Linked DNA regions of Sus scrofa: region 2 is linked to region 1. Evidence: chromatin contacts called from public Hi-C data. All regions are on one chromosome and are shown on one strand. The core of a region is the stretch at or near the end of the contact, and the rest is flanking DNA. Distances in the headings are between cores, read along the strand shown.

Evidence for each region. Hi-C and Micro-C count contacts between places; a contact is called where the count stands out from the background.
Region 2: a contact with region 1 is called in a Hi-C map of embryonic fibroblasts, with 2.1 times the contacts expected there. The contact joins the enhancer-like site here to the promoter of PLCXD2 in region 1. A contact is called at or near these places in 1 of 5 promoter capture datasets (liver), 4 of 47 Hi-C or Micro-C datasets (embryonic fibroblasts, fibroblasts and subcutaneous adipose tissue) and 1 of 2 datasets of contacts at active chromatin or transcription factors (alveolar macrophages).

Annotation. Positions count from the first base shown.
Region 1 is chr13:148,086,242-148,090,899 of Sscrofa11.1, forward strand. PLCXD2 (PI-PLC X domain-containing protein 2) reads right to left here and starts at 1,525. Exons shown (of 4, transcript XM_003358819.4): 1 at 773-1,525. The coding sequence starts at 935.
Region 2 is chr13:148,168,342-148,172,708 of Sscrofa11.1, forward strand. It overlaps CD96 (CD96 molecule), which reads right to left. Exons shown (of 14, transcript NM_001243480.1): 4 at 1-79. Among named protein-coding and RNA genes, the nearest start is that of ZBED2, 14 kb to the left of the region's middle. Within about 2 kb of position 1,445, at least 11 of the 83 cell types and tissues checked have an H3K27ac peak or open chromatin away from gene starts, as enhancers often do. A contact at or near this core is called in alveolar macrophages and embryonic fibroblasts, where this site is marked.

The DNA.
Region 1 (4,658 bases), core at 275-2,774:
AGGAAGGAAGAGGACACATTTAACAAATCTAATGAGAGTGATGTCATGGTACAAAACCCCCAGGAGCGGAAAAGTGGCTGGTGCAGAAGTGCTTTTCAAGGCTTCAGTTCTAGATCAGCCAGGCAGACATCTGTGTATATACATAGAGAGACAAAGCTTCAAACACCACCACCTTATCACACCTAATGACTGCCTGTGATGAGCACCTGCATTCTCTATTTCTGGCTTTTTCAGCAACAAAAATATGTGTTTTTATACTCAGTCCTGGTTCTGAACCTATTCTTAATGCTAATCCATTTTTTGTTTCTCTCCCCACTAGGCAAGGTCAGATAAATGAGAAAGGAAATACCCTACAGTATTAATTTTGATCCAGATCTAAAATTGTTAATGACTTTATATTCATTACCCTTGATATCTCCTTTTTGAGTGATTTCAAGTAAACGAACCTCTTACAGACCCTGGTCCCACAATTAAGAAGTTAATGTTCTTAGAATGAGGCTTTCAAGTAAAAACAAAACAAAAAGACCCAAACAAACAAACAAAAAATGGTGCTTCTGTTCTCTTGAGTCCTCTTAAGTCCAATGATGCAGAGGACTTAAATCTCTTTACAGCAGCCGCATCAGTGTTAAGTTTTTGGTTGGAAATAAAAAGCGGTTTAGTTAAGGTCACTGACAATTACTTTCTCAGCACAATGGAAATGCAGCCCAACCCATTAACAACACTAAAATGGCAGAAGCAAACACAGTGGGAACAAGTAGGAATAGAAGAATACCTGGGATTGCCAGATGGGAAAGGGGTACGTTGTGGAGGTGAGGAGGGAGTGAGGCCATCCAGTCAGCATTGCAGACCTCCAAGGATGTCTTTGTCCCGCTGGGGTTGGGGGAGCAGATGGTCCCCATCCTGAGTTTCCTCCTAACCTTCCTAACTGCTAGCATCCCTCTCTGTCAGTCAACTGCTGAGGCTCAGCCCAGTGCCACTCACTCAGCGATCATCATTGCCCGGGCTCTCGAGCATTTTAGGGCCACCTTTGTCACGCTAGCCTGCTCAAAAGGCCTTTCAGGTGGGGAGACGGGGCAAATAGGTGGTTCCCTAGCCCCCAGCACCTGCAGTCCCCACCCTCTCTGGCCCAGCCGCTGTTCTACTCCCTTAATCTGCTGAAACCCGGCTCCGCTAAACTTCTTAGGTTCCTCCTCTGACGCCAGAGGAAGGTAGGCCCCTCGAAATAAATCATGCAAAAACTGAACGTCCCATGAGCAACCACGCCCGGAGGCACTCACACGACAGGTGCCCACATCGCAAATAGTCCTGCCGGTGGTTCTGTAATACACACGTGAGCGCCCGGACGCACCATCCTTAGCCTGACTTATGCTTCTGTGTGTGTCACTGGGCTGGCACATAAGCTGGGCCTGCCTGCTACCTCTCCCCGGTTCCTCCGCACAGGTTCCCCTACCCTGTGGCTTCCGAAGGCGCTCAGAAGTGTAACCGGCGGCACCAGGACTCCCGGCAGCCCCGCCCCGCACTGCCGGGCAGATTTGCCGGGCGAGGCGGCCAGTGATTGGTCGCTGACGGAGGGCGCTCCGATTGGCCCGCGCCCTCCCGGGCTGCCCCTTCGAGCTGCGCCCACCCCTCCGCTGCCCGGCCTACCCCCTGCGTTACTCCCGCCTTCTGCGCGTAGCCAGCCACTGCCATAGGAACTGCAGGCAGGCAAACCAACACGCTTGGGCCCAGTCAGGTCTAGGGTCGGGCAGGTCTTTCCACAGCCTTCTTTACGGAATCAGCATTCAGATGTTAAACGCAGCCTTTCTTCCTTCTTCCTCCTAAATACACACACACACACACACACTCTCTCTCTGTCTTACAGAGAGAGTATTACATACCTTATAAACCATAGAGGCGGCAGAAATATGAGAGGTAAAGAAACTAAGGTGCAGTGTATCCTATTTGGATGGTTTGTGTCTCCACCATAACCTAATTCATATTCACCCACACGACCCCTCTACAGAGAAAGAAATAATGATACTTTATGCTTGCATCGCCTGTTTGGAATCTTCTTCCAAATTTTTTGTCCCATTTGCTCTTCACAGCATTCCCAGAAGTAGGGAGGGTTGCGGATCAGATCCCCTTTTCATAGACAGTAAAGCCAGAGGCCCTTCTGGGACCAGTTCATGTGGTGGCCTATTTTGAAATCCCATTTTGGAATGAGATTCCATTTTTGGAATGAGCCCCAAGCTCAGCCCATTTCTCTGCTTTCCACAACATTCCCTACACCTTCAAATGATCCTTTTCCATGTTGTAACCCAAAGGATCGCTAATGCTAAGAGAACGTCTCACGTTGGTGATAATCACAGGAACAAATTGGAAAACAGGCAAATCAAGAACCTGACCTTGGTGGGGCCCTGGACTTCAAGCCAGGCAGCTCTTCAGTGGCTCAGGATGGGCTCATGGGAAAAGGAAACAGCAGCCTGTGCCAGCAGAAGACTTGCAGATCAATCTATACCTGCAATCTATATATAGGTATAGATTGATCTGCAGGTCAGCTGACATAATGGCCCAGTGGCCCCACCCCATGTCCTAGGTAAAACTACACAGCAGCAATGCAGTTACTTTTCCAGGACTAACTCCTGCTGCCTATTGCCTCCTTTTGGCATCTTATTAAATTTCCTCTGCTGGGCTATTATTAACATTCATTGAAACCTGCTTTTCAGCCTTTTGAGCTACGTAATATTACCAGTTTTTCTTTTTTTTTTTTTCCTGGAGGAGTATGCCTTGGTTAATAGAAAGAAAGGCTATACTACTTATCACAGAGCTTCTGATGCTTCAATAGCACTTCAATGTAGTGCTCTACATAGTGGGAATATGTCACCTACCTGTTTAAATCAATGAAATTCATCCCCAGTTCTACCCGCAAATCACACTATGAAGGAATATCCCAAGATTTACTTTTGAAATGTCATCTTTCTGGGCTTCCCTTTAACTTAATTTTTTTTTTTAATTACCAAACACAAATTTTATGAAAGCCGCCTAAGGCAAACAAAATGTGTTCTTTAAGCTTTACTGTGGAATGCTAATTTCAATGACTTTTCCCCTTATTTTTCAGCTCTTAATGGAAAGAAGGAGCATAATAAGAAAGCATTAAACCTTAGACTTCGTGACATCATTGCGTGAGAACTTGAAAACAAGAGTAGAACCACTTCAGAATGAGATGTTTTGTACCTCTGACAGCTTTCGGTTTGTCTAAGAAAACCATTCAAAAGAAGGCAACACTCTCTCTATACCTTGAGTCGGTCCTGGAAGAAATTTTGCAGGTGAAAACACAGTCTTGGCATATAGCAGGTGCTCTATAAATACCTGTTAGAAGGGAGATGCTTGATAAAACGTGTTCTGCTGGGTTCTAGGTAGTACCTTAGAGCCCTGCTTTTCAACCTTTAATGTGCAAATCAACCATGTTCTGATTGAGTTGGTCTGAGATAGGCATGAGATCCTGTTTTTCTTTTTTCTTTTTTTGTTTTTTTGCCTTTTTCTAGAGCCCCATCTGTGGCAAATGGACATTTCCAGGTTTGGGGTCTAATTGGAACTGTAGCCACCAGCCTACGCCAGAGCCACAGCAACGCGGGATCTGAGTCACATCTGAGACCTACACCACAGTTCAAGGCGCTGGATCCTTAACCCACTGATCGAGGCCAGGGATGGAACCCACAACCTCATGGTTCCTAGTCGGATTCATTAATCACTGAGCCATGACGGGAACTCCAGATTCTGTTTTTCTAACATGATTTTAGCTGATGCAGCCCACACTGAGTAACAAACACCTTAGGAAACAAGCTCATCATGGCTAGGTGAGAATATGTATTTCATTGTTTCTCTTTTCCAAGGCCTTATAATACTTTTATTACTTTTATAATAAAAAAATTTTGTATTAAGAGTCCCAGCTAAGAATTTCTAAAGAATTAGAGAATAATTGTTTTGTCATATAACATAATGGAAACCAATTTATGAGTGTAATTTTTATACTCTACCACAATTTCTTTGGAAAAACTAATTTTAAAATAAAGATGAATAGGTACAGGAGTTCCCGTCAAGGCTCAGCAGTAATGAACCCAACTAGTATCCATGAGGACATGAGTTCGATCCCTGGCCTCGCTCAGTGGGTTAAGGATCAGGCATTGCATGAGCTGTGGTATAGGTGGAAGATGCAGCTCAGATCCCACATTGCTGTGGCTGTGGTGTAGTCAGGCAGCTGCAGCTCTGATTTGACTCCTAGCCTGGGAACATATGCTATGTATGCGGCCCTAAAAAAATTAATAGTTGCCATTTGGATAGTTAATATATTCTTAATACTATATTATGAAATTTATCAAACAGAAAATAGACTAAATAGGAGGACTGAAATTTTAAATCAAGTCAATTTTAATTAACAATGACAACCAAGGGAGTGTTTATTATGTACAAATCATTTTGATAGAGGCTGGCGATGGAAGAAAAGCTAAATAAAAGTTGAATCTGATGGACCTCAGATAATATATAACCCAGGAGAAAAGAGAGTCAAATATGTGAATTACAAAATGTAATGAGAGGCTGAATGAAGGGATAACAGAGGCGCAAGTGGAGGACAGGAAAGAGGTGTCCATTTTGATGGAGGATGGGCCCAGGGATGCATT
Region 2 (4,367 bases), core at 195-2,694, 82 kb after region 1:
TGACTCTGTCTTTAAAAAATGTGGAACTGCTGATGGGGTGATCTTGGGTGATAAGTGTTTCCTGCGTTCCATTACCCTCCTGATGAGACAAAATGGTTACCAGCTTTGAGTACTCAACTCTGCCAGCTCTGGACTAGGTGTTCCACGTGCATGAATTCATTTATACCTTTAACAATAGAGACGATGAATGAGAAAGTGAAATTAAGAGATTCTGGGGAGTTCCCGTCGTGGCGCAGTGGTTAACGAATCCGACTAGGAACCATGAGGTTGCGGGTTCGGTCCCTGCCCTTGCTCAGTGGGTTAACGATCCGGCGTTGCCGTGAGCTGTGGTGTAGGTTGCAGACGCGGCTCGGATCCTGCGTTGCTGTGGCTCTGGTGTAGGCCAGTGGCTACAGCTCCGATTGGACCCCTAGCCTGGGAACCTCCATATGCCGCGGGAGCGGCCCAAGAAATAGCAAAAAGACAAAAAAAAAAAAAAAAAAAAAAAAGAGATTCTGAGTATGTTACTAGAAAAAGTATCATTACACTTGACCTTCAAATAAAAATCAGTCATTCTCTCCTAATACAAATAGAAAATTGCTGCTCTTCCGATTAAAACTTCCCCTACATAACTTTCCATAAGCTGTATATCAGGGGTGAGATTTCGGAAGTAAGCCTTGGGAGCTCATGTCTGATCATAATTCTCATTTCAAGTCTTGAAATCTTGATGCTAAGATGTGCTCAGGAGGCTGTATCAGTTTTGCTTATCAAATCTTCACTGAACTGGGTGATCACAGAAATTCTCTCTTCCCAGAATTCCTTTAGAAAAGGTCTCATTTTAGCTCCCCTTGGAGCCAGGAACAAAATTAGGTAAGAAGAGACTCCTAGGATGCAAAATTTAAGGAGGTCCCTCAGGATTTTATAAGTGCAGGCTGGGCACCTGAGAATCAGTGCCTCCTTAAATGTTGTGCCTTGGCACCTCCTTCCCTCAGCCTAGCTGTGGCCCTGATCCTTCTGCCTTATTTCTGTGTGTGACCTTCAAAGAGGACACATAAAGAGTAGGCTGTAAACATTAATTGGAATTTTGGAGCACAGAGTTTAGCTGGATTACTTGGTTTCTATCCATATCCATTTTTGGGTCTGTGAAAAACAGCCTCCATTATTCTTGCCTTAATCTGAATTTCACTGACGTGGTTCTGGGTGTGCCACAGTGTTGTTCAGCGTCAGTCAAGGGGTTGGGAAAAGGGCCTGGTGAGGAGGGAACTCTTGAGGGGCACAAGGGTGGAGGAAGGGTTGTGTCCTTATATCCCTTTAGTGTAACTCAATATTTTCAACTGCGTCGCTTTGAACACATTCTGATGCACAAGCATCTTCTGTGGAGATTCTAACACAGTTGTTCTGGGATGACTCTCATCCCAGGGCATTTTTTAAAAGATCCCCAGAGGAGCCAGAGCTGAGAACCTACTGGTCTGACTCAAAACCACAGATGAATCATTATGCGCAGGGGTCAGGAGAAATGGAAGGAACTGAAAAGGGTATGTGTCAGGTGGGGAAGAGGTCATGAAATAAGAAAAACAAAGTTCTGTGACTTGGAATCTCTGGTTAAAAAAACAAGAGATTCAGGGTAGAGGGAAGGGAAGCTAGATAAGGGAGAGAATTCAAGGCTGGGCTTGGAGCAGAACTAGTGGGAACAGGAAGGCAGACAAATAATTTATACAGATATTCCCAGAATATCCTTTGTAGAATCCCTTACATAAGACACAATTCTTTTAGGTGAATATAGTGAGGACTGGTATCAGCTTTACCTAGAGATATACAGATAATACCATCAGCAGAGAACACAACCCACTTAGGACAAAGTATATACCTTTATACCTACGTAAAGAAGGACCTAAGAGTCTTCTTAATGAGGAAGGGTACAGAAAATGAAAAGGAGAGAGCTTATGTTCGGAGACGGGCCCCAAAGGAGCTCTAAGGATTGGGTGGTGCCAGCAGAAGAAAGATGAGAGCATTTCACTCAGCGTCTGCAGAGCAGGAGGCCAGCAATTAAGGAGGCAGGCTCCCCCTGCAGGTTCTTTAACACAAGCTAAGTTTTACAGCTCCTGTTCTATGCACAGGGACTGCTTTTGTATGACTTGGAGTTCAGAATTCTTGGCCTTTCAGTAAATGTCTTGCCAGTTGGAACATTTCCATCTGTCACTTTGTTGTTGAAAAAGGGCAGTCAGAGGCTGAGGATGGTGACTGATGAAAAAAACTGCTTTTCCGTTATTGTGCAGTAGGGGTGACTGAACGGAGTTGTTTAATTGAAAGAGAAAAGATATTTTTAAAAAATTAGGCATAGGGTTTTCTGTTTGTTCGTTTTCTGGGAGTCTGACTATTGTGGAGGAAAGACTTCTTCCTTTGTTTGGAAGGATAGATTCTGTTGGAAAGTGTGCCCTGTAACCTACAGCATCAGGGAATCCTGAGAGATGTTAGAGGCCCTAGATATAAAGGGGTAGGACAAGAACCTGCACGTGAGCGTCTGCCTTCAGGGAGCAAATGGGAGGAGAGGTGAGAAAAGACTTTACAGGCAACCAATGAAATAAATATCTACCCATGGAAGAGGGAGAAGCAATATTAATATTATGCTATATCCACTACTAAATTTCTATATTATTATTAGGCACTGCTTAAATTTACTTAGCATCTACTGTGTTTTAGGCACTGCACCAAGTACTTTTAAGTCTTACCTTATTTACTCCCTTACAATAATCTGGAATAAAATGAAGTTAAGTAGCTTGCTCGAAAGTCACACAAAGAAGGTACTTAAGTCATAGCATCAAATAAGGGACAAGTATGCCTCAGAGACAGCACATATTAATAAAACCTAATCATCATGAAACAAACAAAAATTTTTGTGGCTTATCTGGAATGAAAAAAAATTTTTTAAATTCCAGGAAGCCAGAGGAATTTGGAGATTATAAATTGGAGATTACAGAATGAACAATTTGTTAACTGAAAGGAGCCTTTGGCGATAGGGGTTAGAGAATATACCTCAACTCCTGATAATAATGATTCTAGGTAGCCTGTTCTGCAGGAAACAGACTGGTAGGGGGTCTTGTACAGTCCTTATTTTTTCCCAGTTTTCTTTTTCTTATTCTTTAAAGAAAAGACTTTGATAAATTTTCTAATATTTATAAATATTTCTAAAACTTCATGGGATTTTCAACTTGGTAGACTCTTACAATTAAACAAGGAATGTAAATCAAAAGAGCTAAGACACTTACATGAGTTCTAATTCTCAGTAGATGTTCATTTAATACCAGCTCCCCACCCACCAGCCTCCCCTGGATCAACCTGGTGTGAATTCATGAGTTTTTACTCTCTGCCTGGCTAAACTGAAGAATTATGGCAAGTCCTAAAATGAACACTTTAAAAATTAGTTTTTAATATGTTGAACATAGGTACAGTGCTAAGTTATTTGGTACTTTATAGAAAAACCATGGGGCCAGTACTATAATTGCCCCCTTTTGCGGATGATAGAACTAAAACTCAGGCTAGGCAACACAGCCAAGGTCATAGAGAATTCTGAGGCAAGAGGAAAATGTGTGGTTCTTCATGCACTTATCAAAATATTCTCCCATATTTTGGCTCCGTGGAAAAAGTTTTTTAAAAAACCTCTACAATTTAACATTTAGAAAAATGACTACACAAAACCATGTGTTGCTCAATCTTTTCTCCTGCCATGTCAATCTTCAGACCCCGCCCGTGGGGGGCACATTGCCATGAAGACCCAGGAACCTCAGGCTGATTGGGAAATCCTGTTCTTTAAACAACACAGCAGGGTCTCAAAACAAAGAACATACCTTTCTTTAAACATCTGACATTTTGTTCATCATGGATTGTCCCTAAATTTTGATTTTAAAACATACTTTATTGAGATATATACTTGATTAATGATTTTTTGAGTGCTCCCTTAAATTCTGTACCCAAGGTTAAGGCTCTATTCACCTCACCCTAATTCTAGCTCCCAGGGCACATAGCTAGTAAATGGCGGAGCCAGGATTTGCAGATAACGATTTCCTTCTAAGAGCCATGCTGCTAATGACTTTGCTATATACAGCCTCACCAAAGCAGTAGAAAGGACAGTCCTTGACTTTTCTGCTGAGATTCTGTTGGAGAAGAAGAATATATTTACAAGAAAAACAAACAGAACATCAGGACCTACAGAACAAAAATAAATGCATAGTTAAATAATACATGGGAGTTGGGTAAAACAACTAGTATGATGAGGGCGGGTGGGATCATAATGAATCATGGAGAACTCCTCCTGAAGGTCTCTTAATGACCTGACAAAAATTTTGCAGAGGGGTTCCTATTTTAGTACTAGAATCAGAATTTTCAATACA